Linked DNA regions of Mus musculus: regions 2 and 3 are each linked to region 1. A link is a contact called in public Hi-C and HiChIP or PLAC-seq data. All regions are on one chromosome and are shown on one strand. Each heading gives the region's core, a stretch centred on a gene start, on an enhancer-like site or on the middle of the called end of the contact. The rest is flanking DNA. Distances are from core to core; before and after follow the strand shown.

Evidence for each region. A called contact is a pair of places that touch in the nucleus more often than the background predicts. HiChIP or PLAC-seq counts read pairs in DNA pulled down with a chosen protein or histone mark.
Region 2: a contact with region 1 is called in a Hi-C map of bone marrow-derived macrophages, with 2.0 times the contacts expected there. The contact joins two enhancer-like sites. A contact is called at or near these places in 8 of 484 Hi-C or Micro-C datasets (bone marrow-derived macrophages, brain, cerebellar granule neurons and 3 more) and 1 of 9 other capture datasets (embryonic tail).
Region 3: a contact with region 1 is called in an H3K27ac HiChIP or PLAC-seq map of SST interneurons, with 3 times the contacts expected there. The contact joins two enhancer-like sites. A contact is called at or near these places in 1 of 484 Hi-C or Micro-C datasets (nephron progenitors) and 8 of 115 datasets of contacts at active chromatin or transcription factors (SST interneurons, VIP interneurons, differentiating embryonic stem cells and 5 more).

What each region holds. Positions count from the first base shown.
Region 1 is chr6:89,234,433-89,237,084 of GRCm38.p6, forward strand. No RefSeq gene overlaps it. Among named protein-coding and RNA genes, the nearest start is that of Gm839, 20 kb to the left of the region's middle. Within about 2 kb of position 1,354, at least 52 of the 459 cell types and tissues checked have an H3K27ac peak or open chromatin away from gene starts, as enhancers often do. A contact at or near this core is called in SST interneurons, VIP interneurons, bone marrow-derived macrophages and 2 more, where this site is marked.
Region 2 is chr6:89,465,748-89,468,399 of GRCm38.p6, forward strand. Chchd6 (coiled-coil-helix-coiled-coil-helix domain containing 6) reads right to left here. Exons shown (of 8, transcript NM_025351.3): 5 at 1,643-1,726. Gm46966 (a long non-coding RNA gene) reads left to right here. Exons shown (of 4, transcript XR_003956465.1): 4 at 1-844. Among named protein-coding and RNA genes, the nearest start is that of Gm46966, 14 kb to the left of the region's middle. Within about 2 kb of position 1,349, at least 22 of the 459 cell types and tissues checked have an H3K27ac peak or open chromatin away from gene starts, as enhancers often do. A contact at or near this core is called in bone marrow-derived macrophages, cerebellum and cerebral cortex, where this site is marked.
Region 3 is chr6:89,007,405-89,010,056 of GRCm38.p6, forward strand. No RefSeq gene overlaps it. Among named protein-coding and RNA genes, the nearest start is that of Gm36639, 15 kb to the right of the region's middle. Within about 2 kb of position 1,292, at least 139 of the 459 cell types and tissues checked have an H3K27ac peak or open chromatin away from gene starts, as enhancers often do. A contact at or near this core is called in SST interneurons and VIP interneurons, where this site is marked.

The DNA.
Region 1 (2,652 bases), core at 104-2,603:
GACAGAGGTTCTCATGTACACCAAGGTCTGAGAGCAAGTTGGTTCTGCTTTCCCATGATCCTCTGTGAGTCATTCCTTCCCACCTAGGGACAGTACCTATCATAAGAACAACCTAAGCAGGAGGGGACTTTCAAAGATGCTCCTATCCCTGGCTTGCAGAGCATGCCCAGATGGCAGAGGGATGGGTGCTTTGAGCTCATCCCTTCATTCTGTCTCTACTTGTTCTTCTTAGAAGGACCTTGGGTCTTCATGTGTCCTTTGTGGATCAAGCTGTGTGTGCTGCCCTCCAAGACCACACCTGATGGCTGTTTTCCTCTTGCTCATCTTTGCTTCAGTTGCGCCACTGAAGATCCTGCTTGGTTCCAACAAGAACCTGGGCCTCCTTTACAGATCACACCACTGGCTAGATCAGCCCAAGATGTTCCTGGGCTGTCTGAGGCCTCCAGCACCAGCTAATCTCCTGAAAGATGGAGGCTGGGTTGGCACACCTTGGCATCAGAGTAGCAGATGGACTGGGACTGTTCAGGGCTCATTGTGTCCAGTTACAGTTCCTTTTTCCTTGGGGCCAGTGGTTCTGACGCTCGTCTTCTGGGGAAGCCTGGAAGTGCTTCAACAGATATTTCTGTTTATGTTTTCAAAGAGTGAACTGCATTCAGAGAAAAGTATGAGATAAACAATCGCCCAGGTAGTACAAGCCACTGAGAGACAGAGAGGAGAACCGCTCAAGGGCATTGCTCCACAGAAGCTAGGTATCACCTGATGTGCAGGCTAATTCCACCCTACCTGTATGGATGCCACATGCTAAGGTCCCTTTGTGTCCACCACCCCCCCCCCGGCCACTCCCCAAGCTTCTCCACACTCTCTCCCTGCCCCCTCCATATCCTTTCCACGTGCCCTCCATGTGCCTGCTTCTCTCTTCCATCCCACTTCATGAGTTCAGATACTCCCCCCATCCTTCCCCATGCATGTGGATAGAGTGAGGCACAGGGAGGTGAAGAACTGGTCATAGGCTACCCAGCTCAGTAGCTTAAATCTAGGTGGCCTCCCACAGCACGATCCCATCCGCCCTACCCTTCTGCTTGGCCTTTTTGGCCATCAGAGGGACGGAGACAGTGCCTCCATCAGGGGCACCGAGTCCCAGGCAGGCAGGAGAGTGTGGCTCCTCAGTGTCCTCCCAGACTATGGTTGTGTGATACTGGCAGCAGAGGTCGCAGCCCTGGTGTCCAGCCCCTTTCCAGACACGGGTGTGTTTTATGGCTTAATTAAACAGAGAGGAGCATAATTGACGTGCAGCCCGCTGGGCGCTGCCGCTTCCTGGCTCTTCCCCCGTGACTCAGATGCCGAGTGTGGGCTAATAGATTCGCAACGCTGATCGCTGCTCCAGACCCACTTAGCGAAGCTCTGGGAAGCTCTCACCGCCCTGGGATTGAATTGAATTGCTTTTCATTTCTAACCACGACCCATAAATCCCTCACACATCAGCCCCCGCAGAGAAGCCTCCAGGCTCAGGTCTCTCTGCCCGCCCCAGCAGTTAGCGGGACGGCTGCCTTGTAGAAGAACCACGCTGGCGCAGGGTCAGCTGCACGTTCACGGCCTGGACAAGCATCAGCATAAGGTCAGCCAGACTGGAAACTAAAGAACCGGCCCACGGTCCTTGTGGCAGCCGTGGCTTATGCTTCCCTGGGTCACTTTGGACTGAGGTATCTTTCCCACTGAGGGGGGGGGGGGGGGAGAAAACGAAAAAAAAAACAAAACAAAAACCAACCAGCCAAACAACAAAACTGAAGCAATACTCACTCCACACCAGGGGCAGTGGAGCAACTGGGACTAAAGGCGACCAAAGGTGACTAAAGGTGAAGTACTTCCAGCATGACAGACATGCTCTAGGGACTAGGACCTTGTTTGTGAGACTGTAACACGTTCCTGCCCACTGAGAGGTGGTTTACCAATGGAGAGATGCAGACGAGGCGGCGGGATAGCACCGCCAAGACAAAGAAAAGCCCAGCAAGTACAAGCTCAGGCTGTTTGACAGGGGAGGGGCTGAAGCCTAAAGGACCAGTGAGAGCCGGAAGGCCAGAGACAAGACACACAGGGTCAAGGCTCAGATCAGTACTGCTAGAAAGAGACCCGAGGGACCAGCCAAGATCAGATGGAGAGGAAGGGACAGGTTTCTTTGCCACTCCCAAAGGCTAATGGGAGCACACTGTGTATGCCTTTTTACAGAACCACCCAGTGCACTTCCTCAGGCCTCACCCCAGCCCTGCCTGTCTCTCCATGCCACTCACCATCAACATCCTCCTCCTTTGTCCTTCCTCTCTCCAAGGCCATGCTTTCCAGCAAACCCATACCTCCTACACCCCAGCTCTAAACTAGGATTTAGAAGAACCTTGTCCCCTCCTGCAAACATCTCAGCAAGCGGCCATCAGACTTCAATTCTCCGTCATCTCCTACAGAAAAGCAGAAAGCACACATTTCCCTCTTTGATTCTCATGCCCTAGCTGCCCTGCTTCTTGTAGCCCCAGAACCCTCTCTCTTCGTGCATCGTCCTGGGGTGACATCAGTGTGGCCAATGGGGTCCATGCTAATGGGATCCAGGCTCTGTGCTTTGGCGTTGAGGGGCCAGGACTTCAGGAATGTGTCATGTCCTCTCTG
Region 2 (2,652 bases), core at 99-2,598, 230 kb after region 1:
GATCACCCCCCCCCCCCACACACACACACACCTCCTTTCAGAGATAATACAGGTAAGCCTTACTCTTCAGCCTCACTGCAACCCCACTACCTCTAGCCTGATCTCCATCTGCTGGGATGTGGGGTGTTTTCCTCTCTATTATTGCCAGCAAAGCACTACCAGAAAGGAGAGCATACTTTTGACAGCTCCTATCGAAGCGTAGAACTATTCACAAGCATGTAAACTTCTCTGTGTGAGGAGTGGGGTGCCCCTTTCCCAGCAGTAGGGAGGAAGAGTGAGGTGGAGGAGCCTGCTGGGAGGATTGCTTCTCCCATGGCAGAGCAGAAACCGGCCTAACAGAGAAACCCAGGAGGAAGAGGAGCGCGATGAAAGGAAAGCAGATTTGGAGGGGGAAAGCTGCTACAAGGCCATTTCCTCCCACCCTACAGAAGCATGTGCACAAGCTCTGAGTAGCCAAGCCCAACGCAGAGATGAGGAGAGCACAGCAGGAAACAGTACTGCACATACAACCAGAAAGAATATCTCCATGCCTGAGAACATATGGGCGACTGTGATAATTAGAGCCATAGCTGGTGGATTTTTTTTTCAACTCCTTTTTGTAATCCCAAATCACAATTCTTAACATGGCCTGCTACAGTCAAACCTGCGCACGTGCTGCTTTGTGAAAGCTGGCTCCTTAAAGGCCGTTTGGCACTGCTCAGGCACGTGCTTAGGACTGCAGGGTATCACTGTCAGGGCTCTCTCCTCAATGCTGGCTTTCCTCTACATGCCTGGCAGAAGTGGGCAAGCAGGTGGCTGTGAAGCAGGGAGCCACCGCCCCTTGTCCTCATTACCTGGAAATCCAGAACCCACACTTCTGCCACTCTACTGTGGCATGCTCAGGAGAAACCCACGGAAAGCAAACTGTCACTTTCAAAGCTCCAAACCATGACAAATGACAGGAGAAGACTCGCTTGCAATAGCTGCTGGCTCAGATTGCTTGGCATGAGAAAGAATACTTTTCTTAGGCATGAGGAAGAATACTTTTTTAAAAATTTCCCAACCATCTTTTCCCATGTTATAAGCTATTTCTTTGGAAAATCTGTCATAATCAACAAATTAAACCTCCCAAAGTAAGCACATTACCAAATAAATTTTCAATCATAAATTGCTAGCATTTAACAAGGTAAAAATGCCTGTGACTCTGGCATTCCTGGCTCATCCTCAGCAAGCATGCAGCAGCAGAGCACTTTGATCTTCCAAGTCCCAGGAGAAAATCGATGATACAACTTTAATGCATTTGTACAGCAAGGCTTCATGTTATTATTATTTTTATCCAATGTAGCTTAACTCAAGTAAGAAAGGTACACTGGGTCTCAGCACCGCCCTGTGGTGAAAGTGAATTATTTTTCTAAAACTGGATTGTAGTAGAGCCAGCCACATTCACAGAAAATGGCCAATTAAAAAGCAATTATCTCCTTGATTGCAACTTGTTGAAAGGCTGGGATCGTGGTGCTCCTGTGGAGGCAAGAAGATGGGCATGTCCACAGGGTGACTGGTGTTGGAGTAAGTCAGCATGGGACCTGCTGTTCTCCCATCATGGTGGTCGGCTCTGGTCAGGTACCTTGGAACCTATCCAGAAGGAACCAGGCCGGAGTCTTACCTTTTCCTGGATGCGCCCCTGCTGCTCCTTGTAGAAGGTGTCACGGCGGCTGAGCTCGGCCTCTCTGTCCTCCAGTTCCCTGGCCTGGTTGGAGGAGCACAAAGCCCGAGTTAGCTGGCAGCTGGTGCTGAATGAGTGCCCCAGGGAGAAGGCAGCTGACATTTCTGCTCACAGTCACGCTCAAGGAGAAGGACAGTGGTAATGCACACAGAGCCTACGCTGTGGATGGTCATGCATATGTGTTATCCTCAATTTTCACAACAGCTCTTCAAAGTGGGTAATTAGCACAACCATTTTGCAGATGATAATCACTAATGTTTATTGAATGCTTACTGTCTGCCAAGTCCTGTTCTACATGCTTTTTGGACATTTCTAGGTTCCTTCCAAAGCCTAAGAGGAAAGCAGGGTGTACTAAGCTAGTCAGGGTCAAGAGTCACAATGGATCCCCATGACAGGAGATACAGCAGAGGGAGCAAGTAACTATTCAACAGCTCACAGCCAGAGCATGAACTTCAAGGACTCATTCAAACACATCCCTTAGGTGGGTAGAAATATATACCCTCCTCTTTAAGACTCTACCTTTCTTCCTGTACATGGGAACTCCTGCCATGATAGCTCAGCATATAGGACACAGAGCTCACAGAGCAGAGATGAACTTGGACCTGGCTAAAGCACCAAGCTGCCTCCAACCTCACAGATGGGAAAGAGCAGAGTTTGGCACTGTTTTTGGAATCCTGCTATTTGGTAGCATACCATGCCACTGTCCTACATGCTGAGCTATCATGGCAGGAGTCCCCATGTACAGCAAGAGAGGTAAAATCTTAAAGAGGAGGGTATATATTTCTACCTACCTAAGGGATGTGTTTGAATGAGTCCTTTGAGGCCAGCTTAAGAGAGCCTCCCTCCTTCAGTCATAACTTTGAGAGTCCAGGTGAACAGCTTGGAGTTAGCAGCCTAGGGGTGCAGCCCAGTCCTTTCCTTAAGTAGCCAAATGACTCTGAACTACTTCC
Region 3 (2,652 bases), core at 42-2,541, 230 kb before region 1:
CCACACTGAATCAGGATGAGATGGGAAAAATAAAGAACAAATACATCCCCAAAGAGAGCTAAGAGGGCAGCCCTAAAAAAGAAAGGGCAGCCCTAATAAAGAAAGAAAGACCAAAAAAAAAAAAAAAAAAAAAAAGGAAGGAAGGAAGGAAGGAAGGAAGGAAGGAAGGAAGAAAGAAAAGACCCAGGTGGGGAATTTGTACGACATCTTGCAAAAAACCAAAAAACAGACTGGGAACCCTGTGTTCATTTTTCCCATTGTTATGTCTTAGTGAATGGAAGTTTGTGAGTCATGGGTCCAGCACTGAGTGGGTGGAACACTACATGTTTATAGGCTGGGGCTTTCTTAGGAGCCTCTGAGTCCCTCTTCTGATGGTCTAGATCCTTATAGTAGAGACAGAGAAGATGGGGATTAGAAACCAGGAAATGGCTAATTCATTCATTCATTCATTCGTCCCTGTGCTTGTCCTGTTTGAAGCATGAAGACCACAACAGTGATCAGGCAATCCCTAAGGCCTCAGTGGTGGTTTGGGAAGGAGTCACAGTAGCAACGAATGACCAGTTCAAAGGTCCTGGGGCAGGAGCAAGCCGGCCATCGCAGGGAGCAGTTCAGAGGCCAGGATAGCTAGAATGATATGGTTGGTGGAACAAATGAAGTCAGAGCCGGGCAGGCACCGCGACCACTCAAGAGCTCTCTCTCAGTGAAGATTACAGACAAGATCTGATGTGCTCTTTAGAAGATTTTTCCCCCCAAGGCACAGGCATGAGAAGAAGAGGTTCAAGGTCAGAGTAGGGTCTAAGGTCACTCACTGTCTGGAGGTGGGAATGGAACCAGGGTGTGGCAGTGGAGGGATCTTACACTGACACATATCAGTGTGAGTCCGGCAGGATTGGCTTGTAGTTCTCTGTGGCAGAGCTGGAGAAGTGCAGGGTGGTACCCAAAGCACCTCTGCAGGTTCCTTGGGTGAGCACCAAGGCTCTGGATTTCTGTGGGGAAATAAGAAAGAAATCCTGAGGATTTCTTCTGTGGGGCTGGGCAGAGATTCAATCCTGGTGGGCACAGGGTGGAGGGTGAAAGAGCAGCCCGGACAGAGTAAGGCTCAGGGGGTGTGACTGGGACTTGGGTCTGGTCCTGCACCTGCTCTGACCACCGTATCTTTCAACCCCCTACTCTACTCTTTGCGAGCACAGTTTGTCTGCTATTAACTGGCTAGGCCCCCCAGTCACTAGCCTCGGCTGAGACTCTGCCCTGGCTCCCCGCCTCCCTGCTGTGGCAGCCTCTGGGATTCACAATTTCAGCCTGACACCATAGTAACCACTTAGTGCGGTTCAAGATTCCAGTGTCATCCCTGGTCGCGCTTGAATAGGATGAGGCAGGGTGGGGGAGGGGAGGGCCCTGCAGAACCGCAATTATTTCTCAGTTGCCAAGGAAAATGTAAACAGAAGGTCAGCCTTGGCGGAGACTCTGTTTTATTTTTCCCTTTGTAGGATGGGTTGATTTGGGGAGATTAAATTGTGTGTTATTTTTCTTCCTGGGCTTCCCATCCTCCCGTCGGCCCGTTGACAGAGGCAATACAGCTGCAGAGACTGGGACTGAGACTGCACCGCAGCTGCCGCTCCAGCCTGCCCGGAAGCTGGAGAAGCCCCGCCCAGCTGTCCCCACCCACCAGAGTGCAGCCCCGGAGCCTGACCTGGGATTTTAGCCTGAAGTCAGGGCGAATAGTGTGGGTGTGAACCCTCGGCTCAGCAGAGGAACCAGCCGAACTACAGGAAGCTAGAAGAATGACCTGACAACTCACAGAACAAGGGAAAACAAGGAATTGTGCTGATTTAAGTTGCTAAAGCCAGGCAAGGTGGCTCATGCCTTCATCCCAGCACTTGGGAGGCAGAGGCAGGCAACCTCTGTGAGTTTGAGGCTAGCTTGGTTTACAAAGCTAGTTTCAGGCAGCCAGGGCTGTTACCCAGAGAAGCCCTGTCTCAAAAGAACAAACAAACAAACAAACAAAAGTTGCTGAGACTCGGGCTAGTTCCTTAGGTGGCGAAAGTTCCCTGATACATCCTACTGTTCTCTCTGACCAGGAGGGTTTCTTTTGCAGGAGAGGGAGTCATTGTCCCCGGTTTCTCACGCTCTGGATGGCGACTAGGCCTCCCTCGGGAGGCAGTGGGGGCTCTGTTGCCTCGAGGAAGTCCTCCCTCGCCTTCACTGTAGACCGTATGCATACCAGATTGGAGTTGTCTTTAGTTGTGTGCGTGGGACTTCTACTTTGAACTCTTCCAGAGAAGGGTCCTGCCATGTTTGAGGTCCCAGCCCTGGTGTCAGTCTTAATTTCAGTTGCTGCATCGGGGACCTGGGAGAGATGCTTTCAGATAGACTTGGCTGTTGCCTCTGGTCTCGGGTTATCATCTGGCCTGGAGGCTGGACCCTGTGAGGAACCAGCTTTACACTTGGCTCAGGAGCACCAGAATCCATCAGGACTGAAAAATACTGCCTGCCATCTACCTTCACCAAGCCTTGAGCTGACCTTATTAGACAGCCGCAAGAGGGAGAGGGAAAAGGAGAGGAGGAGGAAGCTGCCAACAAGGTTTCTGGCATCAGGGGGCCAGTTTCTTCAGCAGCTCCTGAGTGCTTCTTCCTACATCTTTCCTGGATATG